Regions from separate parts of the Mus musculus genome. Here all the other regions are linked to region 3. Evidence: chromatin contacts called from public HiCAR-type and HiChIP or PLAC-seq data. All regions are on one chromosome and are shown on one strand. Each heading gives the region's core, a stretch centred on a gene start, on an enhancer-like site or on the middle of the called end of the contact. The rest is flanking DNA. Distances are from core to core; before and after follow the strand shown.

Region 1 (7,533 bases), core at 2,845-5,344, 850 kb before region 3:
CCCCCAGCCGCCAGCGCAGGGAGGGGGCAGGCCAGGCTCTGGAGGAGCAGCTGCAGTGCAGACCTTGACCCTCGAAGGAGCAGGAGGGTCCCAGCAGCTGTAGAAGGCCTGGGGAGTGAAACACAAGGAGAGGGATCAGTGGGGATTTCCCAGGCTGTGATCACCATGCCCCCACCCCCACCCCACCCCCATCATTTTCCAACTCACTCCTTATGCTGAGGCTCACAGAGGCTGTCTGAGCACCCTGACTGTTCTGAGCTTGGCAGATGTATTTTCCCTGGTCCTCCAACTCCGCCCGTGGCAGTTGCAGTTCCGCGGGGGTAGAGAGCTGGAAGGGCTTTTGGGTCGGGCGCTCCCAACTCAGCACGGCAGGGGGATTGCTGTCAGCCATACAGACCAGGCTCAGGGACTCACCCTCTTGGATCTGCAGAGATGCTCCACTCTGCAGGACTTTAGTTCCTGAGGAGGCAGACAGAAGACTGAGCTTGGTTGCAGAGGGCATTCTGCCTTTCTCCTCCTTTTTTCTTCTCTCTCTCTCTCTCTCTCTCTCTCTCTCTCTCTCTCTCTCTCTCTCTCTCTCTCTTTCTGCTGGCTGATGGCCTCACACCATAAAGAGTGAAGACAGACAATAGCTCTTAGCAGTGTGAAGCTTATCAGAACCTACCTGGGTCCCACTCTTCCCTCCTGGGCATCTGTCAAGTCAGATGCCCTACTTGCCCTGGTCTCTCAAGAACATCTCACTAAGGCCTGACTCATTCAGCTGCATCCCAGGAGCTCACAGACCTGGGGACAGGTGCCCAAAGCAGGTACCGGCACAGTGATGGGTTTCATGGTGGAGCTATCCTAAAAGCCCAGGGAGATTCCAGGAGGAGGAGGAGGAGGAGGAGGAGGAGGAGGAGGAGGAGTGCTGATAGGGACATGAAGAACAGTGAAGCTGACCAGAGGCAATGCTACAGTGTTCTGTCCACAGTGAGGCAACATCACCCAACGATAGGCAAAGGATCCTGAAACGTCCCTCCACCTGGCAAACAGCTGCCTCCTTAACAGAAATCTCTCTTTAGATGACTTTGGAAATTGTCACAGACCAATAAATACAATTTATTGTTAATATCTTTTCTTTCTTTTTTTTTTGTGAGAGAGGGTCTTGAATATTTCAGGCAGCTTCAGACTCACTATGTAGGTGAGGGTGACTTTGAAGGTGACTTCTAAACCTCTCAAGTTCTCTCTCAAAATCTCTCAGTGTTGGGATTTCAGGCGTGTGATTGCCGTGCTTGGTTTATACAATGCTGGCGATTCAGCCCTGGATTTCTTGCATGCTAGGATAATACTCTATGAACTGAGCCACATTCACAGACTATAAACAGCATAAACACCATAAGAGAGACTCAGTTTCTTGAGCGGATGATAATGTGAATGAAAAATACAGCGACTTCACACATGACATCAGGAGGGTGGGTCTATTTGTTAAGAAAAGATATTGTTCCCGGAAATGTGAATAAGACAAAGTCCATGCTGTGCAGTTTGGCAGTTATGTATGGGAAATACAAATGATCCTCTGTTCTGGGATTTCCTTCCTTAGGAAAAAAAAAATTTGTAGACATGTTCACAAATGTAGAAAGTTTTCATGTAAGTCATTTATTGAATAAAAGGCAAGGACTGCCAGTGTTCTGTCAAGAGATGAGTGGGTAAATGCATTACCATAGCACTAGAAAACCATGGTGTCAGTCATATGTGTGAAGGAGGAAATCTCCAAGAAAACTAAGTTTAAGGAGGGAAAAATTAATTCAGTCCCTTGCCATTGACCGACACATGTATTGTGGCGGTGTGAGTTTGATTGTGGAGGAACTACAAGCATAAGTAAGAATTAGGTTTATAGGAAGGCACAAGAGCTGAGACTCTAGACAACCTCAAACACCTAGGGCAGGCTTTATTTAATCCCAGAGGGTTTCTTTGGGCTACACAGTGATCAGGGAACGGGACTCAGTGATCAGGGAACGGACTCAGAAACACAATGACCAGAGTTCAGTAGGGTGCAGGTTATATACTTCAAGCTGGGGGTTTTGTGGCTAAGGACAGGAAAGAGGAGCCGAATAAGGAAGTTAGCTGCTTTCCTTAGCCAAGCTGTTTTGAAACTGGGGAGGTCCTTGTCTCTTTTTGCACCCACTGGGTGTCTGGGGTTGAGATCAGTTGCTTTGCTTCCGTAATCTCCAGAGAGCTGGCTTCCTGTAACTTTGAGTTCAGTTTGGGGCCTGGCTTTTGAGGGGAGTTAATTTCTTTAGGAACCTCTTTTTAAAAAGTGTCTAGGGTTTAGCTCAGTGGTATAATTCCATCCTGTATAAATAAGTAAAAATTAAAGAATGAACTAAAAATGATAAAATTGCAAAGTGGTGTGTGAAGAAGATGTGTGTGTGTGTATGTGTGTGTGTGTGTGTGTGTGTGTGTGTGTGTGTGTGTGTGTATGTGTATGTGTGTGCATGTATATGGGTGTTTAAATGTGCATGCAAGGATATCTGTGTATGGTCAACCAAGACAGGAGTCATTAGATATCAAGAACTATTATTATTAAATTTTTATATCGGCAGAATTATATTTCACTACAATCCATATATTGGAACCCTGATAACTGATATAATGGGGAGACTGCAGTATATGAGTAAGGGGTGGGGGAATCCTGAGCTTCCTCCTGCCTGAGGTCCAGAATACCTGCTCATCTCCTGCAGAGGCAGTCCCTGTACCCATCCCAGGGAGGAGAAATTTGACTCTACCTGTGTCATCTCCCCAGGACACCCTGATGGTCATCTTCTGTGGAGCATCTGCATAGACACATATGGTTGTTTGCTTTCAGAGGAAAGATGGCTGCAGGTATTCCACCCCATTGGTCTTTTCTCCTCCCACAGTCTTAGCATTCAGGAACCATCACCCAGTTCTAACCCCTCCATCCCACACCCCTAATCTCCCCTCCCCAGAGACCCAGGTCTGGACACTCACAGATGACACTGAGCTGTTGAGTCCTCTCCACAGTAACACCAGTGCCAGGTAAGTTCACCTGGCAGGTGAGGTTGGTGCCATTGTCCTGAGGCCTGGGTGTGAGGTTCAGCTCTGAGGAGAGGGTGGTCCTGTGGCCCAGGGAAGTGAGGGCAGATGACATCCAGGAAAAGATGGGGGGTGTCCCCTGCTCACAGGCCCAGGGCACAGAACAGAGCAGTTTGGTAGAATTGCCAGACACCAGGGTAGATGTGACTTGGATGTTAGGGACCTCAGTCAGAGCTGGACAGAGAGAAATAGAGACACAAGATGTGCTGGGGATCACTATGTATGACCCTATTTCAAGCCAGGCTTCTCTCCCAACCAACCTCATTATGCGGTCTCCAGGGCACCCAAAGGCTTTTAGAACAAGGACCTCCACATATCCCCTCTTCACTTACCTATCACAAGCACAGAGAGCATTGACTTCTGAAAACTGTATTTCACAGAACCATCCAATCTGAAGAAGTACGTCCCTGTGTCGATTTTCTGTGCATCTCTGATGTCCAGGGAGCAATTATGACTATTTTCCTTCCCCATGAGATAGAATCGACCTTGAGCTTCCTTCAGTACTGATCGCTGTGGGTCATTTGTAGCCACTGGAGAGCCGCTGAATATATTGGCCCCCTCCCGGAACCAGTAGCCAAAGACAGGACCTTTGGAATTGGGGTACTGGACTTGGCAGGCTACAAAGACGCACAGGCCCTCCTGCACTGTCACTGAACCAGTCACTGAGAGCGAATAACCGTCCGTAGCCAGGCACCCTGCAAAGAAATGAGGGTTATCTTGGTCCTGTCCCACTAGCCCGGTCCCTGTTCCCACTCACCTGCCCACAGCAGGGGCAGCAGCCATGCCCACCGCATCACACAGTGAAAGGCTCTAGGTTCCTGTGGGTGGCCAGAGAAAGAAAACTTGATCAGTTTGAAGTGGATCCCTGGGGTGAGGGTCACAGGCTTCAATGTCACAGGACTGAGAAGTCGTCCTACTAACCTAGTCCAGGAATGAAGAGAGACAGAGTGACTGACCACAGAGAGGGAACTTTCCACCCACAGGTTATCAGCACTATCAAGGCCCTGGAAAGTAAACACTTCCACTTTTCATGTGTATCATCATGGGAGGCAAAGTCGATGAGGAAGACCCACCCTCCACTCCTGAACTGTAGCATTTGTTTCTCATTTGTTTGTATTAAGAAAGAGGTTAATGCACAGAGGGAACACAGACTGGACCTAGGTCCCCTACCCCATATGTAGCAGATCTGCAGCTTGATCTTCATGTGGGTTCCCCAACAACTGGAACCCTCCCTGAGTCTGTTGCCTGCGTGTGGATCCATTTTCATAACTGGGCCTCCTAGTCTGGCCTCAGTGGAAGAGGATGCACCCAGTCCTGCAGTGACTTGATGCACTGTGTGTGTGTGAGGTGCTGGGGGGCGGAGGATAGTGGTGGTAGGGGTGTGGTATGATACCCAGAGGTCTCTCCTTTCTCAGAGGAGAAGGGAGGATGGGGGAAGAGTCTGTGTGAGTGGGTACAGTGGGTACTGGGAGGAGAGCGGGGCTGATATTGGGATGTAAAATGAATGAATAAATAATTTTTTTAAAAAAGGAAAAGGTTGATGATCAGGGACATGGCTCAGCAGGTAAAGACATTGGCCAGCCACTCACATTGTGGAAAGAATGAACTAACTCTCAAAAGTTGCCCTTTGACCCCCTACTACTGCTTGGTGGCACACTCAAACCGTGGTGGGCAGAGAGAGAGGGGGGGGGGGAATTCAAAATTCAATAGTTGTTTAATGTATAAAGAAGAGGAGGAGACTGGAACTCTAATTGCCTAAATAACTTTTCTGTTGCTGTTATAGAATATCCAGATAAAAGCAACTTAAAAACAAAAATAGTTTCTGTTGGCTCAGAGTTGGAGGTTGCAATCCATTGTGATGGTGAAGGCATGGCTACAGGAGTGTACAGTGGTTGGCCATACTTCACCTTCAGTCAGGAAGCAGAGTGAGAAGTGACGGACTATTCTCAGGTCACTGTATAGTCTAGGATCCTAACCTATGAAACCAGAAGTGGGTGGGTTTCCTCACTTCAGTTAATCTAATCATGATAATCACCCAAGGCATGCTGAGGGCCCATGTCCCAGGCGAGTCTGGACCTCAAGTTTCCAATAGAGGTTAACCACCAGAGACACAGACTTACACAGGGCATCCACAGGAAGACATGGGGCGAAGACTCCCTGTCTTAGTCAGGGTTTCTATTCCCGCACAAACATCATGCCCAAGAAGCAAGTTGGGAAGGAAAGAGTTTATTTGGCATACACTTCCATACTGCTGTTCATCACCAAGGAAGTCAGGGCTGGAACTCAAGCAGGTCAGAAAGCAGGAGCTGATGAGTAGGCCATGGAGGGATGTTCCTTACTGGCTTGCTTCCCCTGGCTTGCTCAGCCTGCTCTCTTATAGAATCAAGACTACCAGCCCAGAAATGGCACCACCCACAAGGGGCCCTTCCCCCTTGACCACTAATTGAGGAAATGCCTTACAGTTGGATCTCATGGAGGCATTTCCTCAACTGAAGCTCCTTTCTCTGTGATAACTCCAGCTGCGTCAAGTTGACACAAAACTAGCCAGTACACTCCCTCTGCAGGCCAAAGAAAGAGGTGTCAGAGGACTCTCTGTTGTAAAGAGGTTGACCTAGAGCTTCCAGACTCAGTACTGAGGAAAAATAAACACGTTGAAGCTGCTGTGTGTGTGTGTGTGTGTGTGTGTGTGTTCGCGCACACACGTGTGTTTGTTTGTGTGCATGTGCATACATGTGTTTGCATGTGTGTGTGTATGTATGTATTGGGGTTCTCTAAAGGAACAGGACTGTTTGAATCTGATACTATGTGGGTAGTCTAAATAATGGTTGCCTCACATTAGAGACCAAGCTTGCTAGTTCACAGGCTGATGTCTCAGCAGCCTCAGTCTGGTGTTGAATGTCTGGTCTTCGGTCTCTGCTTGAAGCTTAAAGAAACTGGTTCGAAGGTCAGGGAAAGATGAAGCAGTAGCATGATGCTGTTGGGAGGGCTCCTGTTCCACGCAGGAGATGGGTGAGCCCATGACCTCACATCACTGCCTTGTACAGTGAGGGTCTCAGATAGGTTTTGAAGACTCTTCTCCTGGTAAAGGGTGTGTGTGACAGGGATGCAGATGCCCCTCTTCTATCTTGTCCCTTAATCTCAAATCCCAAAACAGCTGGCCTTTTCAACACATCCTTCAGCCTGTTTTATTCTGCCTCTTGCATTCTTTCTGAGGCATTCTTACTTAAAGAAAGGAGGAGGTGGTGAGTCAATGCCATCTTCTCTAGACCAGAAGTCTGCCAGTTACCCCACTATGTCCTGACTAGTAGCTGGAGAAATGTACCCAAGATCCCTCTAAAACAAACAGATCCCTGGTCCTTTCTCACCAAGCAAGGATGGACTGTGGGCATCAGTGGTTTCAAAATAACAACCGGCCGTTGTATTTATCATCTTAGCCACTGCCATGAAGGCTTTGAATGCTGGCACGATCATGATCCCATCATAACTTGATGCTACTTGAGAATTTGAAGCCATTTCTGCTCAATCTGATTTTTATTACTTTAATATATTTTTCAAATGGTTTCTGTTGTCTACAACCTATACTCAGATATTTGCTTTTAAGGAAAAAATATTTTTATTTAAGTCTGTATGTGGGTGGGCATGCGTTTATGTGTACCATACGTGTCTGGTACTTGTAGAGGCCAGTAAAGGACACCAGATTTCCCAGAACTGGAGTTATAGGCAGTTGTAAGTCACTTGGTCTTGGTACTGGGAACTGAACTCAGGACCTGTTCAAGAGTAGCAAGTGCTCTTAATCTCTGAACCATCTTTCTCCAATGCTCAGCCATCCCACAAGATTTTCTCCCCAGACCTGCTGGTGTCAAGATCAGCTTGGTCGGCTCACTTGAATCCCAGCATCATCCCCTACCCCAAGCCCACCAGCACCTCCTGCACCTGTCAGCATCTGAAACATTCACTCTCCTCTTTCACTTCTCATCACTGTTTGGTTTTGGACCCCAGGACAAGGGACTGGGGTGCATAATTTACACATCAAAACAGATCTGGCCTCCAGGTTCTCCCAGCATCCCTCAGTCCCTACTTGGCACACCCTGCCCTCAATCCTGAACTTTCCAGCCCCAGGCTGGGCTGCTCATATCTCAGAGGCTCCGCCCTATAGAATCTGGACATTTTGGTCTCTCCTCCTCCTCCTCTTCTTCCTCCCCCTCCTCTTCCTCCTCCTCCTCCTCCTCTTCTTTCTCCTCCTCCTCCTCTTTTTTCTCCTCCTTCCCCCCTCCTCCTCTTCTTTCTCCTCCCCCTCTCCCTCCCTCCTCCTCCCCCTCCCCCTCCCTCCCTCCTCCTCCTCCCTCCTCCTCCCCCTCTCCCCTCTCTCCTCCTCCTCCTCCCCGTCCTTCCCCTTCTCCTCCTCCTCCCCCTCCTTCCCCTCCTCCTCCTCCTTCTCTC
Region 2 (6,867 bases), core at 3,033-5,532, 670 kb before region 3:
AGTTCTTTATCCAGAGTTTTGATTGCCCAGGTTTATGAAACTGACAAATTTGCCAGTCAGGACTTTTAATGATTATCAAAATTTGATGACCTGACTACTCATTGTGAATGACAACCAAATATTGTGAAACATGAAAGCTACTCCCCACTTATCCCCCCATCCCTCTCTGGGCTGTGAATATGGCAGTATCAGAGTTGGTCAGTGAAGTCAATTTTGTCTCAAGTCCCATTTCATTTTTAAATGCCCAATAAAAGGGATGGAAGTCAGAGGACCCTCACCCAGTGGTCTTTTTTCCATTTCACAGATTAGTAAGGGTCAAGCCTGAAAGAGTTGCAGGAATGCCTTCAAGACACAGGACCACAGGCAGAGGCAGGCAGAACTCTCTGAGTTCAAGGCGAGCCTGGTAGATGGAACAAGTCCTAGGACCACAAGCTCATCACTCAGAAAAAACAATTTTGAAAACAGACAACCAAAAAACATAGTTAGTATGGCCATGGTACCAAAAGCAATGTACAAAGTCAATGCAATTTCCCTCAAATTTCAAACAGAATTTTCTACAGACATTGAAGTTGCAATTCTCAGGCTAGAGAGATGGCTCAGCATTTAAGACTGTTCTTCTAGAGGTCCTGAGTTCAACTCCCATGAACCACCTAATGGCTTACAACCATCTGTAGTGAGATCTGTGCCTGAAGACAGCCAGAGTCTATTTATATATAATAAATAAATAAATCTTTAAAAAATAGAAAGTGCACCGGGCGTGGTGGCGCAGGCTTTTAATCCCAGCACTCAGGAGGCAGAGGCAGGCGGATTTCTGAGTTTGAGGCCAGCCTGGTCTACAAAGTGAATTCCAGGACAGCCAGGGTTATAAAGAGAAACCCTGCATCGAAAAACCAAAAAAAAAAAAGAAAAAAAAAAAGAAAGTGGAATTCTCTACCTCATATGGAAGAACAAACACTCCCAGGATAGCCAAAACAATCCTGAACCATAAAGGAACTTCTAAAGCATCACACTTCCTCATCTCAAGCTGTACTACATAGCAATAGTGATAAAAAAAACAAATGATATCAGTACAGACAGGAAGATCAGTGGAATCGAATACCCAGAAATGAACTCATACACCTATGGACAATTCTTAGGCAAAGAAGCAAAAACCATACAATAGAAAAAGAAAGCATCGTGAACAAATGTTCTGATCTAACTGGCAGTGTGTATATAGAAGAATCACCCTGCACAGGATGGATCAAGGACCTCACATAAAACCAGCTACACTGAATCTAATAGCAGACAAAGTAGGAAATACCCTTGAACGCATTGGTACAGGACACAGAATTTCCTGAGCAGAACATCAATGGCTCAGGCTCTAAGACCAACAGTTAATACATTTCTTGAAAATGAAAAGCTTCTGTAAGGGAGAGGACACTGTCAATAGGACAAAACAGTAGCCAAAAACTGAGAAAAGATGTTCACCAACCCTATAGCCAATAGAGGGCTAATATCTAAAAGTTATAAAGATCTCAAAAAGTTAGATGCCAAAAAAATCAAACAACCTAATTAAAAATGGGATACAGAGCTAATCAGAATTCTCAACAGAGGAAGTTCGAATGACCTATTGTAGTGGCTATTCCTGGTTGTCAACTTGACAATATTTGGAATGAACTACAATCCGGAATTGGAAGGCTCACCAGTGACCCTTATCTTGAGGCTTGGAGATCCTTATCTGGATCTTGGTTTGAAGATCTTGAGCCATAGTGGCTATGGATTCCAGAAGATTAAATCTCTGAGTTTAAGGAACACACCTTTAATCTGGGCTATGCCTTTCATCTGGGATTAAAGGTGTGGTGGAACACACCTTTAATCTGGGCTACACCTTCTGCTGGAGACAATATAAGGACATTGGAAGAAGGGAGTCTAGCTCTTGCTCTTGCTCCTTCGCCTGCTTGCTGCGTGATGCTGAGTAACTGCTAGATCCTTGGACTTCCATTCACAGCTGCGACTGAACCATTGTTGGGAATTGGGCTGCTGACTGTAAGTCATCAATAAATTCCTTTACTATCTAGAGACTATCCATAAGTTCTGTGACTCTAGAGAACCCTGACTAATACACCTAGTATCAATTCAATAAATGTTCAACATTGTTGCTAACCAGGTAAATGCAAAAAAAAAAAACAACCCTGAGATTCCACTTTACATGCATCAGAATGGCTAAAATTGAAAACTCCAGGAACAGCACATGCTGGCAAGGACATTGAGAAAGGCAAACACTCCTCCATCTCTTGTAGGGTTGTAAACGTGTACAACCACTCTGGAACTCAAGCTGGTGGTTTGTCAGAAAACTGAGTCTAGTTCTATCTCAAGACCCAGTTATACCACTCCAGGGTATATACCCAGAAGATGTTCCACATATCGCAAGGAAACATGCTCCACTATGTTCATATCAACCTTATTTATAATAGCTAGGAACTGGAAGCAAAATGTTCACTTCAAAACTCTATTGTGGTAAGGCCCTTTAAGGTATGGATTTAAAAAGTTTGATGGAAAGCCGGGCTTGGTGGCGCACACCTTTAGCTCCAGCACTCGGGAGGCAGAGGCAGGCGGATTTCTGATTTCGAGGCCAGCCTGGTCTACAAAGTGAGCTCCAGGATAGGCAGGGTTATACAGAAAAACCCTGTCTCAAAAGACAAAAAACAAAAAAATAAACAAACAAAAGTTTGGGGCTGGCGAGATGGCTGAGTGGTTAAGAGCACCTACTGCTCTTCCAAACGTCCTGAGTTCAAATCCCAGCAACCACATGGTGGGTCACAACCATCCATAATGAAATCTGATGCCCTCTTCTGGAGGATAGCTACAGTGTATTTACATATAAAAAAATTTTTTTTAAAAGAAAGAAAGAAATATGTCTTTAACAATAGCATGAGTCGCCCTTCGTGTTGATGCACACCTTTAATCCCAGCACTCCGGAGGCAGAGGCAGGCGGAAATCTGAGTTCGAGGCCAGCCTGGTGTACAGAGTGAGTTATAGGACACCCAAGGCTACACAGAGAAACCCTGTCTCGAAAAAACAAAAAAAAACAAAAAAAAAAAAAAAAAAAAAAACAAAAAAAAACCCCAAAAAGACAAAAAAACCAAAACAACCCACCAAACAATAGCATGTGTCAAGCACTGGTTACTGCTCAGAGGAGCCAGCCTAGAACAGGCCTTGCATTCCACAGCTGCCATTATCCTTAGTCTCTTTTATGTTCAGCCTCCAGGTTCCACTTTGAACAATTTAGACAGGGACAGAGGACTGCAAGTCTAGCCACTTAGGCAGAGGGGAGGTTTACACACCAAAGACACCTCAGAAGTACTTCTTAAGTACATCAGAGACCTGAAACAGTGACACAGTCCTAAGTGGAAGATCCCAAAGGATGAAAAGGAGAAGAGAGGCAGAAGGTACAGAGCACAAAAGTTGGGATGGGAAGGTCCCGCACAAGCAATACCTTATGCCAGGTCAGCTTCTTAAGAAGAATACCGTCTTTTATGCTCCTTCCTGCAGTGTATAAAGTCAGCAGACCCTGTTACATGATGGAATAAACTCGGAGGAGTCTAAAACAGTGCTGGGCAGCTTAATATTGGACAGGAAGTGACGTTTACAACTTTCTCATATTAACTCCAAATATATCTTGCATCACAATATTAAAACAAAGTGTAAAAATTGTATGAGATTAAAAAAAAAGTTAAAAAAAAAAAAAAACCTGGCAGTGGTGGCACACGCCTTTAATCCCAGCACTTGAGAGGCAGAGGCAGGCGGATTTCTGAGTTTGAGGCCAGCCTGGTCTACAGAGTGAGTTGCTGGACAGCCAGGGCTACACAGAGAAACCCTGTCTTAAAAAACCAACCAACCAACCAAACAAACAAGCAAAATTGTAGAAGATACTGGAGGAACTAGGTATTTCTGTGTTTGCCATCTTGCCAAGAAGGTTTCAACACACAAGCCCATGCTCAAATACTCGTGCAGATGAAGCCCCAGAGCAGAGTTTTTCAGAGCAGCTAAGACCACAAACAACCTCACACGTGGCCCTGTGTAGCTGAGGTTCGCGGTGCGCACTCAGCCCCAGGGAGGACTCACCATAGTCGCTCCAGTTGTTCAATCGCCTGCCCCTTCCCATTGGAAGCAGCTGCCATATACTCACCATGTCGCGGGTTCAGAGCTCGCCTGAATTCCCCTCACAGCACCCAGCAGTAGCACACAGAGCAGGACACACAAACCACACCAGCCTCCTCAGCTACAGCATTGAACCAGCAACATGGCGCCCGGAAGCACCCGCCTCCACTTCTGACTGGCAGGACAGAGTGGAGGCCGTGATTGGCCAGCAAGTTTCGAGTGACATAAGCACCTCCCTTAATGTTAGTGTGTGATGAAGGGACACAGCTTAGGGATTCCTGGCCCATGCTGCTTGCCCAGGGCCGACCATTTTCCAGATGAGTAGGGTGAGAGTGCACTGATGGGATAAAGCAAAGGGGTTGTGCTAGGACCCCAGGGGCCCAAATGTTGAGAACGCGACCCCCAGAGACACAGCTTGACAATTGATCGCTGCATGGCAAGAGGTTTTTATTCTGATATGCATAGGGTTGCTCAGCCTCCCAGGGAGAATCAACCCTGATTGCTTACAGTACAGTTTTTTTTTTTTTTTTTTTTTTTTTTTACTCTGTTTTTGGGGGAGGGGGTGTTACACAACTTTATCATTGTTGGCAAGCAAAGTAACAGTGATGTTTATTACTTTTGGTGGTCAGCTAGTGATGTGTCAGAAACTTTGTCAGCAAGGTCGGTTTATCTTAGAATTCAAACTTAGGCCAGGGTCCCAGGGACCGTTATTATTGTTATGGCTAATTTTGAGAACAGCTAGTCTTGCTATGGCAGTTGTGGTCATTTTGACCATTAGTCAGTCCCCTCAGATGGGGAAGGAGCCAGGCAGTCTTGAGCTGCTTTACACTGGCAGGGAAAGGCTTGTTTATATTAGCAGGGAAAGGGCAAGGAGCAGGGGGATGGGAAAGGCTTCTGCAAACAGCTTTGATGTACATTAGCCAGGCTAAAACTATAGTTCTTCAGTTGTTGTACCAGGCTTCCATTCCAGAGCTAGACATTTTCCAGATCTGGACAGATTTGCATTTCTGTAGCACTTGTGATTGCCCTCTAACCCCCTATCCTTGCTTCTAGCACTTCCCCTTCTCCCTGCTGTAATCAAGGAAGATAGCTTGCAGGGCCCATTATTTAACTTGCAGTGAAATAAACAATCCAGCCCATAGGGAAAGGGCACCCAGAAAATGAACAATTCAAAGGATTTTTTAGGAAACATTAAGATTTTTGTTCTGTGGTTTCATGGTCAGGTCAGGTCAGGTAAACTGCAGCTATGTTTCACCTGGTAGGCATCAGACTTTACACAGCCCCAGGAGAAAAGCAGGAAAGATATGAGAAACTCTACACAACACTATTGCTAGCCAGCACATCTTCCTTAGTGGGAAGAGGAAAAAAGCGACAGCTGTATTAATAAAGGTATCCTAATGGACAAAACTGATAGAATGAATTTCTCTGTATATGTAGAAAGTGGAGTTATTGGAATGGCTTGTAAGCTGTGGTCCAACCAGTCCAACAATGGCTGTCTGCAAATGGACAGATGAAGAATATAGTAGTGGTTCAGTCCATGTGGCTGGATGACACTGCTGGTCTTCAGTCTACATCACAATTAGGAAAAAGTAAACCAGTTTTCCAAAAACTGAGCTTGCTAGTCAGAGGTAAGACATGAAGACAAGGAGAACGAACTACCACCTTCAATGACCTTTATAAATGTAGTCTGCCACTAGAAGCTGTGGCCTAGATTAAAGATATCTCTTATCACTTCAAAAGATCCAGATTTTAAAAAGGGTTTACAACTTAAAATGATAAAATTATGAAAAATCCTTCACAGTACTTGAACTGTCACCATTTTAGTTAATTCCATGTATTTGACTACCAAGAATAACCATCACAAGAGGCAAGATAGAAGAGCTAAGACAGATTTCGTTCCATTTGCAGGCAAGGAGAACCTGGGAGTCATTTCCAAAGCAATGCTTTTTGTTTAATTTTAAAACTTATTTACTTTTATTCATTAATTGTTTTTTACAGTCCATACTTCATCCTCCTCCCTGTCTGCCCCATGACCGTTCCTTATACCATACCTTCTACCCCCACCTCTATCTCCAAGAGGATGTCCCCACCCCACCACTCAGCACCACCAGGCTTCCTCAATCTCTGCGGCCTAAAGGCTTTTCATGGTAAGGTGCATCTTCTCTCACTAAGGCCCCAACCACGCAGTCCTCTGCTTTATATGTCAAGGGCTTCATAACAGCTGCCTGGTTGTATGCTGCCTGCTTGGTGGCTCAGTGTCTAGAGAGATCTCAGGTTTCAGGTCACTTGAGACTGCTGGTCTTTCCCTGGGGCCACCCTCCTCCTCGGATTTTTCCAGCTTTCCCCTAATTCAACCATAGGGGTCCCGGGCTTCTGTCCATTGTCTGGGTGCTAGTATCTGCATCTGATTCTTTCAGCTGCTTGTTGGGCTTCTCAGAGGGCAACCATGCTAGGTTCCTGTCTGCACGCACATCAGAGCACCATTGACAATGTCAGGACCCTGGACCCCCTTTATCTGGATCCCAATTTGGGACTGTCACTAGATGTACTTTCTCTCATGCTCTTCTCCATTTTGTCCCTGCAGTTTCATCAGACAGGAACAATTCTTGGTCAGAACTATTGACTCTGGGATCGAAACCCCATCCGTCCACTTGATGTCATGTCCCTCCACTGGAAGTGGACTCTACAAGTTCCACTGCCCACTCTAGATCACTTCATCCAAGATCC
Region 3 (7,849 bases), core at 916-3,415:
TCAAAATATATATCACTTAATTAACTTATTTACAATTAAATTTTGTACTTGAAATGGTTCTGTAGAGGATCATAATAAATTTTACACTTCCAGTACTGAATATATCTCATACATTTAACTTCCAGCAAAATGAAAATGAGCATTCCTAATAGTCAAGATAGTGTCCTGAAAAGGGTAAAGGGAAATAGTCAGAAAATAGAGAACCACAAGAAGAGGGTACCTGGGTTCAGCTGAAGCTGCAGCCTGTTCCTCCCAGAGAGGAGCACTTTGACAACCCATGGGAAAGATCCTGAGCTGCCTGATTGTAGTCCCGATGAATCAGGGCTTAATGGTCAAAAGAAATAAAAGAGTGTGAAAGAGAAATCACATAAACAACAACAGAAAAACAAAATGAAAAACCCAAAACTGCTGGGCAATGGTGGCGCACGCCTTTAATCCCAGCACTTGGGAGGCAGAGGCAGGCAGATTTCTGAGTTCGAGGCCAGCTTGGTCTATGGTGTGAGTTCCAGGACAGCCAGAGTTATACAGAGAAATTCTGCCTGGAAAAACCAAAAAAAGGAAAAAAAAAAAGAAAAGAAAGAAAAGGACAACAAGTTCTGCTTAAATGTGAATGAGGGAGGCCTTACTCACTGTTGGAGGAGAACTTCGATTGTGGTAATCTTAATAAAATCATTTGGGGTTTTTGTTGTTGTTCTTTGGTTGTTTAGATGTATTTTGGAGAACAGGGATTCAGTATGCACCCTTAGTGTTGGTTTCTAAAATTACTAAAACTAGATCTATCCTGTGGCCTAGCTAATCATATGTATATGTACACACACACACACACACACACACACACACACACACTGGGAATCCATATCATAGCAAAGAGATATTAACATATCCTTGTTTACCACTATTCTTTCTACTATTTTCACAAAAGCAAATAAAAGGTATCAGTCTATATGTTCATCAATACAGACAGATGTATAATTAAACTCTATTATAAATTTAATGGAATTTTATTAGGTAATCAAAAATGAAACCTATAGAAAGATGGAATAAATTGGAAAAGATGAATGAGGCAATTGAGGATTATTAGGAAGACAATCACAACATGTTCTCTCTCATGTATAGACACTAACTTCTGATTTTATGCATGTGCAGCTTCAGCTTCTGCCTCTCGTTAGTAAGTCATCACCATCTATGAGGCAAGTGCTCCATTTTCCTGGTGAATGAGCTGTGGTTCAGTTTACTTCTCAGCAAGAAGAGAGTTCTATTCTCTGGGGATCATGAGATACCTCCAGCCAGAAGCACATGATGGTTCATCTCATATTTTCACTTTTAATCTTCCATATGGCTTCCCTTTCCTGTTTCCTGATAATCCTTCCTAGTTTTCAATCTTTGAAAAATGAGAAAAGGTCAGGTGTGGTGGTAAACAACTTTAATCCTAGGACTCAGAAGAAGACAGAGGCCATGAGATGTCTGAGAGTGCAAAGCCAGAATGATCTCCATGGCCAGTTCCAAGCCTGTCAAGCCAACAAAGTGAGACAATCTCAAAAAAAAATAAATGAGAACCCTTTTAAGGTCGGGTGAAAATAAAGAGAAAAGGCAAAGAAAAGGAGAGACATTGGCCAAGAGCAGTTGTTATTCTTGCAGATGTTCTGGCTTCCATTCACAGCACCCAGATGAGGACTCAAAATCACCTGTAGCTCCAATCCCAGGGGTTCCTATCATTTCTTCTGACCTCCACAGCCAGTAGGTATGCACGGGGGGCATGATTATACATGCAGGCAAAATATATGAAATAAGTCTAATAAAAATTTAAAAATCACTAGAAAAGATACTTTTATGAGGATACAATGTTAGACTCCTAGAAGTAGATACAAATACTGGTAGGCAACAACTCCCGTGGCCACGTGAGACAGCCTTGGGCTTTCAATACATCACCTTCCACCAGTCTTGCCTGGTTATAAGGAACTGAGGCACTTTGATGGTAGCTTCCTTATCACTGGAGCGTGAGTGCAGCCATGGTACTTTCTGAAAGAGCAAGAACCACTAGATGAGCCATAGTAAGTATTGGCAAGATTTATCTCTGCCAGTGGTAGCGCGCATGCGCGCCGTCCCCGAAGTGGGAGGCGTGTAAGCCGTGATAACCATTACAAAACAACCGGAAGTGACCTAGGGGCGCACAACTTCTTGGATCCAGATGTAGTTTCCTGCTCGGACCGCTTGTGCTTGGAGTCTGGACAGTTGGGGTTGTGCATGTCTGCGGGTGGACTTGGTGCCCCACGTGCTTTGTGCCGGGCTCTGTGAGTTGCAGCGTGAGGTGAGTGACCGTCAGGCTGGCAGGACACCGAGCTGTCCCGCCGCGGTTTGTGTTGCCTGATGGCTGCAGGTGGGCATCAGCCCTGTTTTCATTCTTCTCTTGCGGGGTTTTCGCTTTTGTTTTGTCACTTACCGATATGCTCTGCTGTGGGATTTTGCCACATCGTTCGAGAACGTTGTGTGTTCAGGGACACAGTTTGGGCAGGAGTGAGTGCATGGGCGCTGCAGGATCCGAGCCTGCGATCAATGTGCGGTGCTTGTGAGGGCGACCGCGCTGCTTTCTGGTCCCTTTGTGTTTGCGTAGCTGGTAACTGGAGAAAAACTCCAAGGAGTAAGAGAAAAAGGGAAAATGAATTTATGTATGTTTTCGCCCAAACTGGGGACGCAGTATCTATGTCAGTCTAAGCAGTATTAGCAATAGATTGCTTTTATTGAATAGAAGGAACTGTATGAAAACCAGGGAATAGGGGTAAATTGTTTAGTGTGGTCCCAGGCATCCTACCTAGGATTTAAGCCTTAGTTTCACCCCAGACACCAGGTGTTCTGATCATTTCCTCCCGGTGTTAAATTTCCTATATGGAGCTGGAGCTGAAAACAGAAAAGGGATTAAAAAACAAAAACAAAAACCTAAACCGAATTCAATTTTCAATTTCTGTTGTCAGTTTACATAACTATAGGGGTTCATATGTGTGGCTGGGAGCAGAAAGGTGTGCTCTGGGGGCTGGTGAGATGGCTCAGTGGGTAAGAGTACCCGACTGCTCTTCCGAAGGTCCGGAGTTCAAATCCCAGCAACCACATGGTGGCTCACAACCATCTGTAACAAGTGACTCCCTCTTCTGGAGTGTCTGAAGACAGCTACAGTGTACTTACATATAATAAATAAATCTTTAAAAAAAAAAAAAAAAGAAAGGTGTGCTCTAAAGAGGTTTTAGGTCAGAAGCCTAGGTTTCTGCTTCCAAACAGGCAAGGGCCAGCCTCAACCAGTAGCCTCCTGTAGAGACCAGTGAGGTGAAAAGCAGAAAGCGGAGGGACTGAGATGTGGATGAGCACTGTTGGGTTCCCACTATCCACATTCACACTGTGGCTTTGAGCTGCCAGGAACTGCAGTTCCTAGGAACCCACTGCTCCCCTCTGGCCTCCTGGTGCACACACTGACAGGCAACACATCCCTATAAGTTTTTCCTCTTTCTTTCTTTCTTTCTCTCTCTCTCTCTCTCTCTCTCTCTCTCTCTTTCTTTCTTTCTTTCTTTCTTTCTATAGAAAGAATAGCCCTTAAAAACAAACAAACAAAAAAACAAAAACTGTTTCCCCAGTGAGCTACTTTCTCCACCTAACCCCCCCTCCCACACACACCATTTGGTAAAAAAAGAAAAGAAAACCAGAGGGTGAGACTCCACACATTGGTTACATTAAGTAGAAGAATAGTTAAAGTGACCTAGTGACCCTATGTCTGTCTCTAGGGCACAGATTTAAGGTTAAGTTTAGAAATCAAGCATTATGTATTAAAGTAGTGCTGCAGGTTGTGGTGGCACACGACTGTCCTGTAATCTTAGCACTCTACACTCGGAGGCTGCAGGATGACTGCATTATGGAGGCTGGGCTGGGCATGAAGTAGGCTAGGAGTCAGCAGAGTAGTAGTAAGAGCCAAAGTGTAGAAGACACGCATAATGCTTTTTAGTAAAAGCAGATTTGGGTGTGTGTTTCATTTTCAAGGTTTGTTTTTATTTTACACATATGAACATTTGACTGGTTGTATATAGGTGCACCAAGTGTGTGCCTAATGCCCAGAGAAGCCAGAAGAGGAGATCTGAGACCCTGGAATTAGAGTTGTGAGCCCCATGTGGGTACTGAACCTGGGACCTCTGTAAGATCACCAAATGCTCTTTGTCAGGTGTATTATAAGGAGATAGGCAGCATTTAGTTCAAGCCTCGCAGAGCCCAAGTTTGTCAAATTTCATATTGCTTGCCAGCCTCATGTCTGTGAATGAAAATAGATTAGCTCAGGAGAACAAGGCCACTCAGAGACATGTGTCTTTGACATGTATTGCCCTTGATTTTAAATTAAAATTTGTTGAGGGTTGGCCTCATGCACTGTGTATTCAAATGCTGACTTCTGTGCCCTGAGATCTGCTTAAAGCCCAGACATGGGCATTGTCATGAATTTTGAAGAATCGCCTATATCAATGTGATGTAAAGAATGTTCCCCAATTAACTCAAATGGACTGAATAGCAAATGACTGGGCAGAGTAGAGAGGAAGATTAGACTTCCAGTCTCAGCCAGGAGTCCCGGGGGAGAAGAGCAGGGAGAAGGAGTTCACCATGAGGCAGGTGAGGGTACAAGAGAAGAAGGCCATGAGGTAGAGGAAGAAGGGGATTGTTGCTATGAGGTCAGGCATGAGGAGGCTTCACCAAGTGCGTTCTCCATGTGCACCCCTAGCTACACCAAGGAGCCAAGGAGAGACTAAATGTAAGTAACTCGGTGTGTGTGGCTGGGAAGTAGAGTAGCTAGGTAGCATCAAGGCTTAAAAGTTTTGCTCAGCTATTCTGATTAAAGCTTACTGACTAAATCAGTGTATCTCTGTCTCAATTAGTTGGGAGCAAGGCAGGTTAGGAAAACTGCCACTTTTAAATTTAATCATATGAACCGTCTTTGGTTTTGAAACTTACAGTGACAACATGGTATGTGGTATGTGGTGCTTTCTGTGCACGGCCCAAGCCGACTGTTCACCTAACCTCAGTGAGTATGATGTCCATTCTTCGGGTGTAGAGTTGACGTGGTAGAGTCAGAGAGGAGGTGATACCATACACCTAATAATGTGCTATTAAGTTTTCAGATGTCTTTTTAGTAGCTATTATTTTACATTCAGTTACCCAAGAAATTACTGTGACCAAAAATCTGAGTTAATACGGGTTTACTTTCTTCCCTTCACTCTGAGTAAGGAGAAGCCTAGCACTGCACGAATACTCTTGTCATTATAGTTCTGCCTAAATCTCTAAAGTGCTGTTTTTGTTTTTTTTTTGTTTTTGTTTTTGTTTTTGTTTTTTTTTGTTTTTGTTTTTGTTTTTTTTTTGCCTGCACAGAGGTCGTTTTCATTTGGTTTTTCTTCCTTCCTCCTTCTGTGGGCTGCTATCTGTTCTTTTTTGACAGGCTCTTGGGGTGCAAAGCTGGACGGTTGTGTAGAGGCTTACTCCTTTATGTTGAGTGTGCTTTCTATGAGACAATGTTGGAATAGTTTGTCTTTAAGTCTCTTTAGGGCCTTTCAAAGTTTCCACTTTCATTTCTAACTTGAGGAATTGGTTGTATACTCGAATAATAATGATTTTTTAACATTCTATGGGTCTCTATCATTTGTAGTAATTTAAAACTTTTCAGTTTTCTGCTTCTTAGGGGTTGATGGGAGAAGGAGACATTTCAGGTTGAAGTATGCCCTTGCAGGCAGCAGGGAGGTTCAGCCTCCTTGAACCGAACATCGAACAGGCACACAAAAGCATAATGACAGATTGCTATACAAAAATTGTTTTTTCTTTGGTGAAACAAGTTCCTCATACCAAAGCCCATAATATAATCTATATGTTTCCTGAAGGAAAACATCACAGCTCTGAAACTTGTGTACGGCTCCAGGTGTGCCCGGAGTGTCTTGTTACCAAAGTTATGCAAAGGCTGTTAAGGTTTTCCAGAAAGACAACTCTATAGACAACAGAAAACAACCAGTGTTTTCTACAGTGATTTCTTTAAGGTCAAAGTACATACAACTGTTCATTCTGATGTCTATTCTAGAGATAGTGAAAAGCCTCTGTTTCATCATAACGATTACTTTAGATATACTAATCCTACTAGAATTCCTACTATAAAAAATGAACTTTAAATCTCACCATGCATCCTGCATTTTGCAGACTGAGCTGCGTCCCATGCACCCTTGATCCTCTGAGAAGCCTTGCCTCAGTGGATGTCAGAGACAGCGATTAGGAAAGCTTGAGCGCCCCCCTTTAAACATTAGGGGAGCGGTTAAACAGTTACCATCCAATTTCTACAGGAAATGAAGGCAAACTAAGTGTGTGTGGTGTCTGGATGATGTGCCAAGTCACTTCTCAGTGTTGTGCAGTGCATTCGTGGTGCAATTGAATTAACGAACCCCTGTTTTGGAAAGAAGACTTAAACATGAGAGAATTTTTATCTTTTTATAGATGTTAAAGTGACACCAAGGAGAGTGATGTTGGTGGATGGAGGCTGGTCATCTACCTTAACAGCAAAGGTATTTTACAATACTGAGAGCTCATGTTTTCGTGTGAATTTCACTTTCTGTTTCTCATGTCTCTTATCTAAGTGCTCTTGACAGTGAATTCAGGAGAAGCAATGTTGTTGTGAAAAGGAAAAGCCTCCTGAATGCCTCTAATCATGAATCTCACTGCAGTGGTACAGCATATAGTATTTTACACCGGGACATAGAAACCCAACAGAATACCTCAGTGGAGACCATGGTGGAATGTGGATTGATTTCCTGCTCCTGGGTCCTAAGCAGCTAGACTTTTCAGCCAGATTGAGAAGTAGTTTCAGCTGCTGCTGAGCTGCAGATTGTGTTCGTTATTCTCAGTAGAAGTATTCAAACACTCCAGGGAAAAATAAAGTCACGAAAGGTTCTTTGTGCTTCTGACTGATAGCCATGTTCAGGCTCCACTTGAAATGCCAGTCTGCCATGTGTAATCTATAGCAGGCCAAGTCGCCTGCACAGGTCCACAATGTAGTCCTGCTCTTGCTTACAGATCAGGGCACCTAAATGCCAAAACGGAGACTCACAGGCTTGGCCTGCCTCTAGGACCGTGTGGTGACGTGCATCTGCTCATTCAGGGCCAGGGGTGAGCGCCTGTTGGAATCCCGCTTTCCAGTCCCTGGTGTGGTAGCAGGTGTTGCGAGTTTGTTGATGGCTTCAAATCCAGATGATTATCAGGAAGGTGGAATTTTGAGAAAAGTTTCTTGCAAAGATTGAAACAGGAGGGTCAGGGTAGAGGCCCTGTTCCTCAGGTAAATGTATGCGCTGTGCATCATGGGGATTGGACAGGTTGACTGTTCTTATAGGGGTGCTTCTTTTTTTTTTTTTTAAGATTTATTTATTTATTTTATGAATATGAGTACACTGTAGCTGTATAGATGGTTGTCATGTGGTTGCTGGGAATTGAACTCAGGACTTCTGCTCGCTCCCACCCAAAGATTTATTTATTTATTTATTTATTTATCTATTTATTTATTTTTGGTTTTTCGAGACAGGGTTTCTCTGTATAGCCCTGGCTGTCCTGGAACTCACTCTGTAGACCAGGCTGGCCTCGAACTGAGAAATCCTCCTGTCTCTGCTTCCCAAGTGCTGGGATTAAAGGCGTGCGCCACCATGCCCGGCAGATTTATTTATTATATGAAGCACACTGTAGCTGTCTTCAGACACACCAAAAGAGGGTGTCAGATCTCATTAGAGATGGTTGTGAGCCACCATGTGGTTGCTGGGAATTGAACTCAGGACCTTTGGAAGAGCAGTCAGCGCTCTTAAATGCT
Region 4 (7,527 bases), core at 519-3,018, 810 kb before region 3:
TGCTTGCCTACAAACCAGAAGGCCTGAGTGCCAAAGATAAGTCACTGACAATTGTTATAGCCTGGGTCCTGAAAGCCCAACCAAGTTGGAATCTGACCAATTAAAGAGACAAATAGGGAAACAAACAGATAAAGGAGAAGTATTTAATTTATCCACCTTGAGGTTAGGAACAAGAGGCCCAGTATTACTATACCAAGCCTAAGAAAATTAAAAAAAATAAAATAAATAAAGTCTTGGGCTGGAGAGATGGCTCAGCGGTTAAGAGCACTGACTGCTTTTTCCGAAGGTCCTGAGTTCAAATTCCAGCAACCACATGGTGGCTCACAATCATCCGTAATGAGACCTGACGTCCTCTTTTGGTGTGTCTGAAGACAGCTACAGTGTACTTACATACAATAATAAATAAATCTTTAAGTGGGAGTGAGCAGGGGCGGAGCTGGAGGTCAACCAGAGTGAGCAGAGGTCCTAAAATCAAACTCCCAGCAACCACATGGTGGCTCACAACCATCAATACAGCTACAGTATACTCATATACATAAAATAAAGAAAGAAACCTTAAAAAAAAAGTCTTTAGATATTCCCAGATGCTTTCTGTCTTGGAAATCGAAAGTTTCTGTTAACCCATTAAAGGTTTTTTTTTTTTTCTTTCTCAAAAGCTTGCATAATTTAGGAAAATACAATTTTAAAACAATGGAGATCTATCTTGCCTAGTTTATCTTTCCACAATAGCAAAATGGGAGCTATGAGATTATATTCAGTTATGTAGCCCAGGTTGGCCTCAGACTCAGAGATCTGCCTTCCTCTGCCTCCAGAGTACTGGAATTAAAGGTATGAGCCAACTTCTTGATCAAGATTTAATTCTTTTTTTTTTTTTTTTGGCAGGATTTCTCCTGGCTGTCCTGGAACTTTCTCTATAGACTAGGCTGGCCTTGAACTCAGAGGTCTGCCTGACTCTCTCTACAGAGTGTTGGGACTAAAGACGTGTACCATCTCCACTGGGCAAGATATAAATTTTTATTTTATGTGTATGGGTGTTTTATCTGCACGAGTGTCTGTGTACCACTAGTGTGCTCGGTGTCTTTGGAGGTCAGAAGAGAGCGTCCGCTTGGAACAGGAGTTACAGATAGTTGTGAGCTGACGTGTGAGTGCTGGAATTGAGCCCTTAAGAGCAGTTTGGGCACTTACCTGTTAAGCTACCTCTCTATCATATCATCCCTTCTCCCCTGCAGAATTAGGTTTAAATAGAAAGCAAGAGGTATGTAACTAAGCAGTCTTACCAAGCAATCTTAGTTTGTGGCCCCTCGCTATCATTGTCTCCGACTGAAGTCTGTCCTGCAAAGTGGTCTAGGAAGTTGTCAGAACGGTGTGAAATCTGTTTTCCTGTGACAAGTCCCTGCTCTGACTGCCTCCTGGCTTCAGCACATCCTTTCTCCCATCATGGAATTTCTATTTCTGTGTTCCATTGTCTCAATAGTCTGTAGAGGAAGGGGCACAGAATGTCTCTTTAGACTATCATATTCCTGCCAGGCCTGTCACACCATATGGGAGACAGCTTTCAGACTTCCACTCAAAGGCGTTGCATTTAGCTGCCCGCCCACATGGAATCAAAGTTCCTGGATGGTGGCCTCCAACGTCCGGAGCTCACTCACGCCGCCACCACAGTTTCCAAGGAAACTGGAACCACCCGGTCTGCCATGCTGACTGCTGGCAGGCACACTCGGGTCAAAAGTGTTAGTGGGCATGCGCATTATTCTACTGGGCGTGGACATGTCCTGCCGGAAATCTAAAAGACACCGGAAATAGAGTGGCCGTGAAACCTTAAATGTTGTAGTCATTCGAGTGTTACTTCGCTGGCGGGTCCGCGAGGTGGTTTGGAACTTTTCCATCCGGGACTCTTCGGCTTCCGTGGGCGGAAGTCGCCGTCAGGCGTGCCGTGTGCAGAGCTCTCGGCCGGGCAGTGTGAGGTGAGTGGCGGCGGCGGCGGCGCAGGGGGTGGGAGGACGCAGTGCTGTGCCGAGCGCTGGTTTGTGCTGAAGGACTGGGCTGAGGCGGCTGCCGGGGCTCGTCAGATGGGGTGGGGGTCGCGTGGTGCGCTTTCACCCTGTTCCCGAGGGTTTCCCGTATCTTGGGTGTTTTGTCACTTCCCAATGTGCTCTCCTGTGGGTTTTCACGCAGTCGTCCATGAAAGTTGTCAGCTGAGGCCATTAGGGGGCGGGACTCAGTGAGTGGGCGCTGCACGCAGCGGGTCCCCGGGTGGGAGTCGGGAGCTTAAGGGCGAAGACTTTGAGGTGGCCTGTGCCCCACTCAAGCCGTGATTGGCGTAGGGGTCAGCAGAGGCAGCGATGGAGCCTAGGGCGGGAGTGGGATGCTTGTGAGGGCGACTCTGGTCGTTAGTGTTGGCGTGGCCAGTGACTGTGGCTTGATTCCGGTTAGCACTATGTGAAGAAAATCCCGTCGGCTTGACCAAAGTAGCAAGTGTCAAGACCACAGGTGTCGGAACTGCGAGTGCTCAGGCTCTCACGGATGAGGGAGGGAGAGAGGGAGGGAGGGAGGGGGTCCCACGCTTTGCATGCTGCCTAGTTATCTAGGCTGCTGAGCTCAAGAGATTTCTTCTAAGGTCCGTAAAAGTAGGGAATCTTGTTTTATGGGCTGCTTTTGGGTCTCCTTTTCCAACTAATTCGTTCCTACCTCTGGATGACCAGCATTATTGAAGGAATGATCCCAAATATTAAAAACACTTTCACTCTTTGGGGCACATTAGAGTCATACTTGGGAATCCTTTGGACATTATGTGCATCAGTGCTTGCCTGTCTTTGGGATCCTATACAGACGTTAAAGATCACTGGTTGGCAGTTGACCAAAATAATATTGGGCCGTTTTATTTGTACCCTAATGTTTGTGTTGATTTGGAGTGCTTAAAAAACTGTGTATTGGTCTGAGAGGAGTAAGTAGCTCATATCTTTAAATCCCAGCACTAATGGGGCCCAGGCAGTGAAAGTTAAAGGCTAGCCTGGTCTACATAGCAAGTTCAGGATAGCCAGAGCTAAATAATAGACCTTGTCTCAAATACAGACACACACACACACACACACACACTTACACATGGGAGCGGGGGAGGGGGCACACAGACAGACATGGAGTGGGGGAGTGAGGATTGGATAAGCCTGTTTTTCTTAATGTGTCTGTGTAGACGGGGAAATGTCTAGAAACTCACGCTACAATCAAAATTGGCTGTCATCCTGAGCGCTTTGTGCAACAGGAAACAGGAATGCTGTTTTTAGATGCTGACTACAGAAGGGACTGCATAGATATGGTGGCCAGGGTGTTCCTTAGAATGAAAACAGCTCGAATATGTACCCCTGTTCTTCTATTTAGTGACCTACGAGCAAATCAAGCAGAGTAGTAATGCATATGTGTAGCTAAAAAGTTTGTTTGAAATGCAATCAAAATTAAGTTGGCAACGTACTGATTTTTTGTAAGTATTTTACTTCCTTTCAGGCAGGTGCTGAGGGCTTAGTGAGCCTTCCCTAGCATGGCATTCTGGATCCCTACAATAAGCACCTATGTACTCATTTTGTAATGACTAAGTTAGTTAGCACATTGGTTTTCTACTAGTTAACATGTGAGTGCTGCAGTGTGTCCTTCCTTCCTAATGGATGGTTTTTTAATTTTTTGTTTGTTTTCTTTTGTTGTTTGTTTTAGAACCCAGACTAATAACAAGAGCAGGGCTTTTATGTATCCTCTACACTGCCTACACCTGTTCTTCCATATAGGCCCTCACCAATTCATGGTCAGATGTTTGGTTGTTGTCTTTTAGTGATTTCCGGTGTCTCTGAGACCACTGCAATCATTCAGGCCTAAGGATTTCCTTCTGTGCCACAGCTAGCCCTTCTTCAACGTCCATGACTCTTGAGGGATTTGGATTTGCTACGAAGAAAACGTCAAGAACAGAAGACAGAGGGGCCATGGCTGCAGATCCAAATTTCCAACAGAAGAGCCAGCCATTGGGTGCAGAGGAGCAGCCTGAGTCCTGTGAGGTAAGCAGGAGTGACTTCATGATTGGTTCTTCGGGTCTTCAGGGCAGACGCAGGAAGCTGCAGACTTCTGAGACCATCTTAATCTCGTTAGGAAGGGACTATATATAGCACACACTAAGTAATTACCCCTCACCCCCTTGCCCTCTCTTTCTTTGATACAGGGTCTTAATGTGAGGCTGGCCTGGAATTCTTTCATATAGCCCAGGCTGCTATCAAACTCAACTTTTTCTTTTTCTTTCCTTTCTTTTTTTTTTTTTTTTTTTTTTTTTTTTTTTTTTGCCTCAACCTCTCCAGTAGTGGGATTGTTACATGTCTATACCACTATAGATAATGTCTCATCTACTTAATGTCAAGTTCTTCTTCCTCTTGAGCCCTCTTTTTTTAGGTTTGTTCCTCTTTTACATCTTGCCATCCTCAGTTCTTTTTTCTTTTAAAGATTTTATTATGTGTGTGTGTGTGTACTCTGTAGCTGTTTCCAGACACACCAGAAGAAGGCATGATCCCATTACAGATGGTTGTGAGCCGCCCTGTGGTTGCTGGGAATTGAACTCAGGACCTCTGAAAGAGCAGTCAGTGCTCTTAACCACTGAGCCATCTCTCTAGATCCAATCCCCAGTTCTTAAAGCTTTCCTGCTGTGCCCATTCCTGTAAGAAATGATGCATCTGAGGAGGTAGAGTTTTCGTTTGTCAGTTCTTAGTCTCATGGATCTGTTTTAAGTTGCATGTTCTGTTTTAGGGAAAACAGAACAGGGTAACAAAGCAGGTATCCTGAAAATCCTGTAGTTGCAGGGAGGAGGGCGATGGAGGAGACTTAAGCCTTATATACAGGCATGAGGCCAGTGAGCCACAGTAGAAAGGGACAGCTGTGGGTGTAGCATTTTCAGAGAAACTGAGGAAGCCCAGTATTTCAGAGAAATCATGCTTAGTATGCTTTTGAACCAGCATCCGAGAAAGAGAAGGAAAAGTTAGTTTCCGTATTAGCACTCAGAAAAGCCTGAAGCTTAACAGTGAAGATCTGCAAGCACTGTTCTGAGGGAGCCTGTTAGGGTGATAATTATTCCTCCCAACTATTTACCATGTCTTCAGATGAATCTACTTTTCTGGTGGCTGTCCCCTGCCCAAGTAATGGTAGCCAGGAGTTGAATTAACTCTTCTCCGATGGGACAATAGTTTATAAAGTTCAGATCTTTGGAGCAGATCAGAATGTCCCATTTCCACCCTGAACTAGATAACAGCTGAGATTTCATTCTTTTAGACAGCAGGAAGTAGTTTTCCCTTAATGAGCCTTAATGAGCCTCAACGAGCTCCGAGACTGACACCTTTTTAAACGGTATTTTAAATCCGAAAGAGGAACAGTTGTGTTGGTCTGCGGTCTGGTTTTCCAGGGAAAGACTTTAAAGTTAGACTTTCAAAGGAAAGGGTCAGATTTCAGCCTCTCAGATTGCTAATCTCAATACCTAACTGTGTGTGCAATTCTTATCAGATCCCTCTTCCTGACAGCTGTGTCCAAAGAGACTCCAGCTGCCTGTTGGTCCATACATTTTTGCTTGATGCACAACTGTTTTGTTTTTTTTTTGAAGAGTAGTGTTACGGGTTAGATTTTCATTGTGCTAATATTTTCTCCAAGTGTTTGTATGTCCTGTTGATGGAGTTAGCAGCAGCGGAAGCAGCAGGGCTGGCTTCCTGTGTGCAGGCCCAGTCCTAATCCTCACAGGAGGCTCCTGAGCTGATGCTCTTGCCCCAGTCTAAAAAAGAGAAGTTGGGGCCCAGGTGACACAGCCAGTTGAACTCATGTGACCCAGCTGCCAGCCTGGCAGTGTGCTCCAGGGTCTGGCTGCCAATCCCATTCCCTGTCCCCTAAGTAGACTTCCTGGCCTTGGTGCTCTACACTCTGCATTGTCCTGCTAGCCCTCTATACTGTCATCTGAGAATTATTTTCCTTTCATGTGTCCAAGGCCCTTAGTCCCCAAATCACAGCTGCTTTGAATTTTTGTTGTGTCTCTTGCAGGAAGGAGCTCCTGGGGATGGGTGTATAAGCAAAAGCGCAGTAAATCACCAGACTAGACTCCTCCATGCATAGAAAGAAAAGGCTATTGGGGGGCAAACTGTAGTTGGGGGCAGGAGGAGAAGAGGAAAAAAAAAAGAGCAGGATTTATGTTAGCAGGGTGGGGTCTTTCAACTAATGCAGACTGTTCCCAAGTGACCAGGAGGCCAAGGTAGTTTTCCTTTGAGGGGGAAGATTAAAGATCGTTTCCAGTAAACAGAGACCCACTTTTAAACTAATGTTTACCCAGCCAAATTCTTTGTTTATCTCTGGGACTGCCGTTGGTAGGGCACTGCTGTGCTCTAAACTGGAGCTATTCAGGTAAATCCTAGAGACAAACACCATAGATTTAGGTGTTCACTTTTTTAACTTTTATTTCTTTTCTTTTTTTTTTTTTTTTGTCTGTTTTTTAAGACAGTGTTTCTTGGTATAGCTTTGGCTGTCCTGAACTCTCAATGTAGACCAGCTGGCCTTGAACTCAGAAATCTGCTTGTCTCCTTCCCAAGTGCTGGGACTAAAGGTGTGTGCCACCACTGCCTGGCTAGATTTAGGTGTTTAAGTAAATATCAGAGTTAATGTGCCTGTATTTGAATGTATCGTGGAAATGCTATTTCACTTTTTCTTGCATATATCTCTGGGTAGGCTTATATTGTGGGCTGGAAATCTCCTTGCTCTAAAACCTTCTGTCGTTTACTCTACCCCAAGGATGCTACCATTCAGATGTTTTACATATACATTGAGACAAGGTCTCACTGTATATCCCTGGCTGGGCTGGAACTCACTGTATAGTCCATGGTTAGCCTTCAACTCAGAGATTCACCTGCCTCTTCCTCCCAATTAAAGATGTGTACCATCATGTCTAACTAGTTTTCCATTTAAAGCATCTTATTACTTGTGTGTGTCGTATGATTATGTGATTGCCTTTTTTGTGGGCATGGAGCTCAGAGGACACTTTATAGAGTTAGTTCTTCTTTTTCCCTGTATGTGGGTTCCAGTGACCAAACTTGGGGTCAGGCTTGATAGGCAAGCACCTTTACCCACTGAGTCATCTCACTAGGCCCAATTACTGCTATTTATTGAATGAAAAATGAAATAAAAAGTGGAGGACATGACTTCTCCTAAAGTATGGGCAAGATTTTTATTGTAGATACAAGGGAGAAAGCAGGCAGAGGGAAGAGACCAGGATAAACATGGCCCACAGACTAAACCATGAGAGGAGAGAGGTAGGAGGGAGAGCAAGTTGGAAGCTGCCAGCCAGGGAAAAGAGGCCAAGAAAGTGTAGAGTTCTGTACAGATTCAGCTAGGATAAGGGAAGTGGAAGCCCTGCTGCTGGGACAGAGGTTTAGGATAGGAGGCAGGAGGCAGAACAAGAAGTGCTGGGAGGAGCCACAGGTACTGAGGAGTGCTGGGAGAGTTGGCCAGCATCTGTCTTGTTGTTTTTTAATA

The links. HiCAR-type assays count read pairs that join an accessible place to other places. HiChIP or PLAC-seq counts read pairs in DNA pulled down with a chosen protein or histone mark.
Region 1: a contact with region 3 is called in an H3K4me3 HiChIP or PLAC-seq map of bone marrow-derived macrophages, with 7 times the contacts expected there. The contact joins the promoter of Siglecf here to the promoter of Zfp141 in region 3. A contact is called at or near these places in 3 of 39 promoter capture datasets (cranial neural crest, liver and neutrophils) and 3 of 115 datasets of contacts at active chromatin or transcription factors (bone marrow-derived macrophages and embryonic stem cells).
Region 2: a contact with region 3 is called in an H3K4me3 HiChIP or PLAC-seq map of stem cell-derived neural progenitor cells, with 4 times the contacts expected there. The contact joins the promoter of Zfp936 here to the promoter of Zfp141 in region 3. A contact is called at or near these places in 2 of 115 datasets of contacts at active chromatin or transcription factors (embryonic stem cells and stem cell-derived neural progenitor cells).
Region 4: a HiCAR-type map of astrocytes shows a contact between it and region 3, with 3 times the contacts expected there. The contact joins the promoter of Zfp715 here to the promoter of Zfp141 in region 3. A contact is called at or near these places in 1 of 39 promoter capture datasets (the C10 cell line), 2 of 115 datasets of contacts at active chromatin or transcription factors (astrocytes and stem cell-derived neural progenitor cells) and 1 of 9 other capture datasets (adipose tissue).

Annotation. Positions count from the first base shown.
Region 1 is chr7:43,347,902-43,355,434 of GRCm38.p6, reverse strand. It overlaps Siglecf (sialic acid binding Ig-like lectin F), which reads right to left and starts at 4,094. Exons shown (of 10, transcript NM_145581.2): 1 at 4,015-4,094; 2 at 3,851-3,911; 3 at 3,426-3,788; 4 at 2,989-3,267; 5 at 2,766-2,813; 6 at 208-459; 7 at 1-108. The coding sequence starts at 3,887.
Region 2 is chr7:43,175,005-43,181,871 of GRCm38.p6, reverse strand. It overlaps Zfp936 (zinc finger protein 936), which reads right to left and starts at 4,282. Exons shown (of 4, transcript NM_001034893.2): 1 at 4,169-4,282. The coding sequence starts at 4,171.
Region 3 is chr7:42,500,069-42,507,917 of GRCm38.p6, reverse strand. Zfp141 (zinc finger protein 141) reads left to right here and starts at 2,165. Exons shown (of 7, transcript NM_001309388.1): 1 at 2,165-2,308; 2 at 6,493-6,560. It overlaps Gm35353 (a long non-coding RNA gene), which reads right to left and starts at 2,091. Exons shown (of 3, transcript XR_391403.4): 1 at 1,125-2,091; 2 at 221-324.
Region 4 is chr7:43,307,541-43,315,067 of GRCm38.p6, reverse strand. It overlaps Zfp715 (zinc finger protein 715), which reads left to right and starts at 1,768. Exons shown (of 5, transcript NM_027264.4): 1 at 1,768-1,964; 2 at 3,883-4,037. The coding sequence starts at 3,903.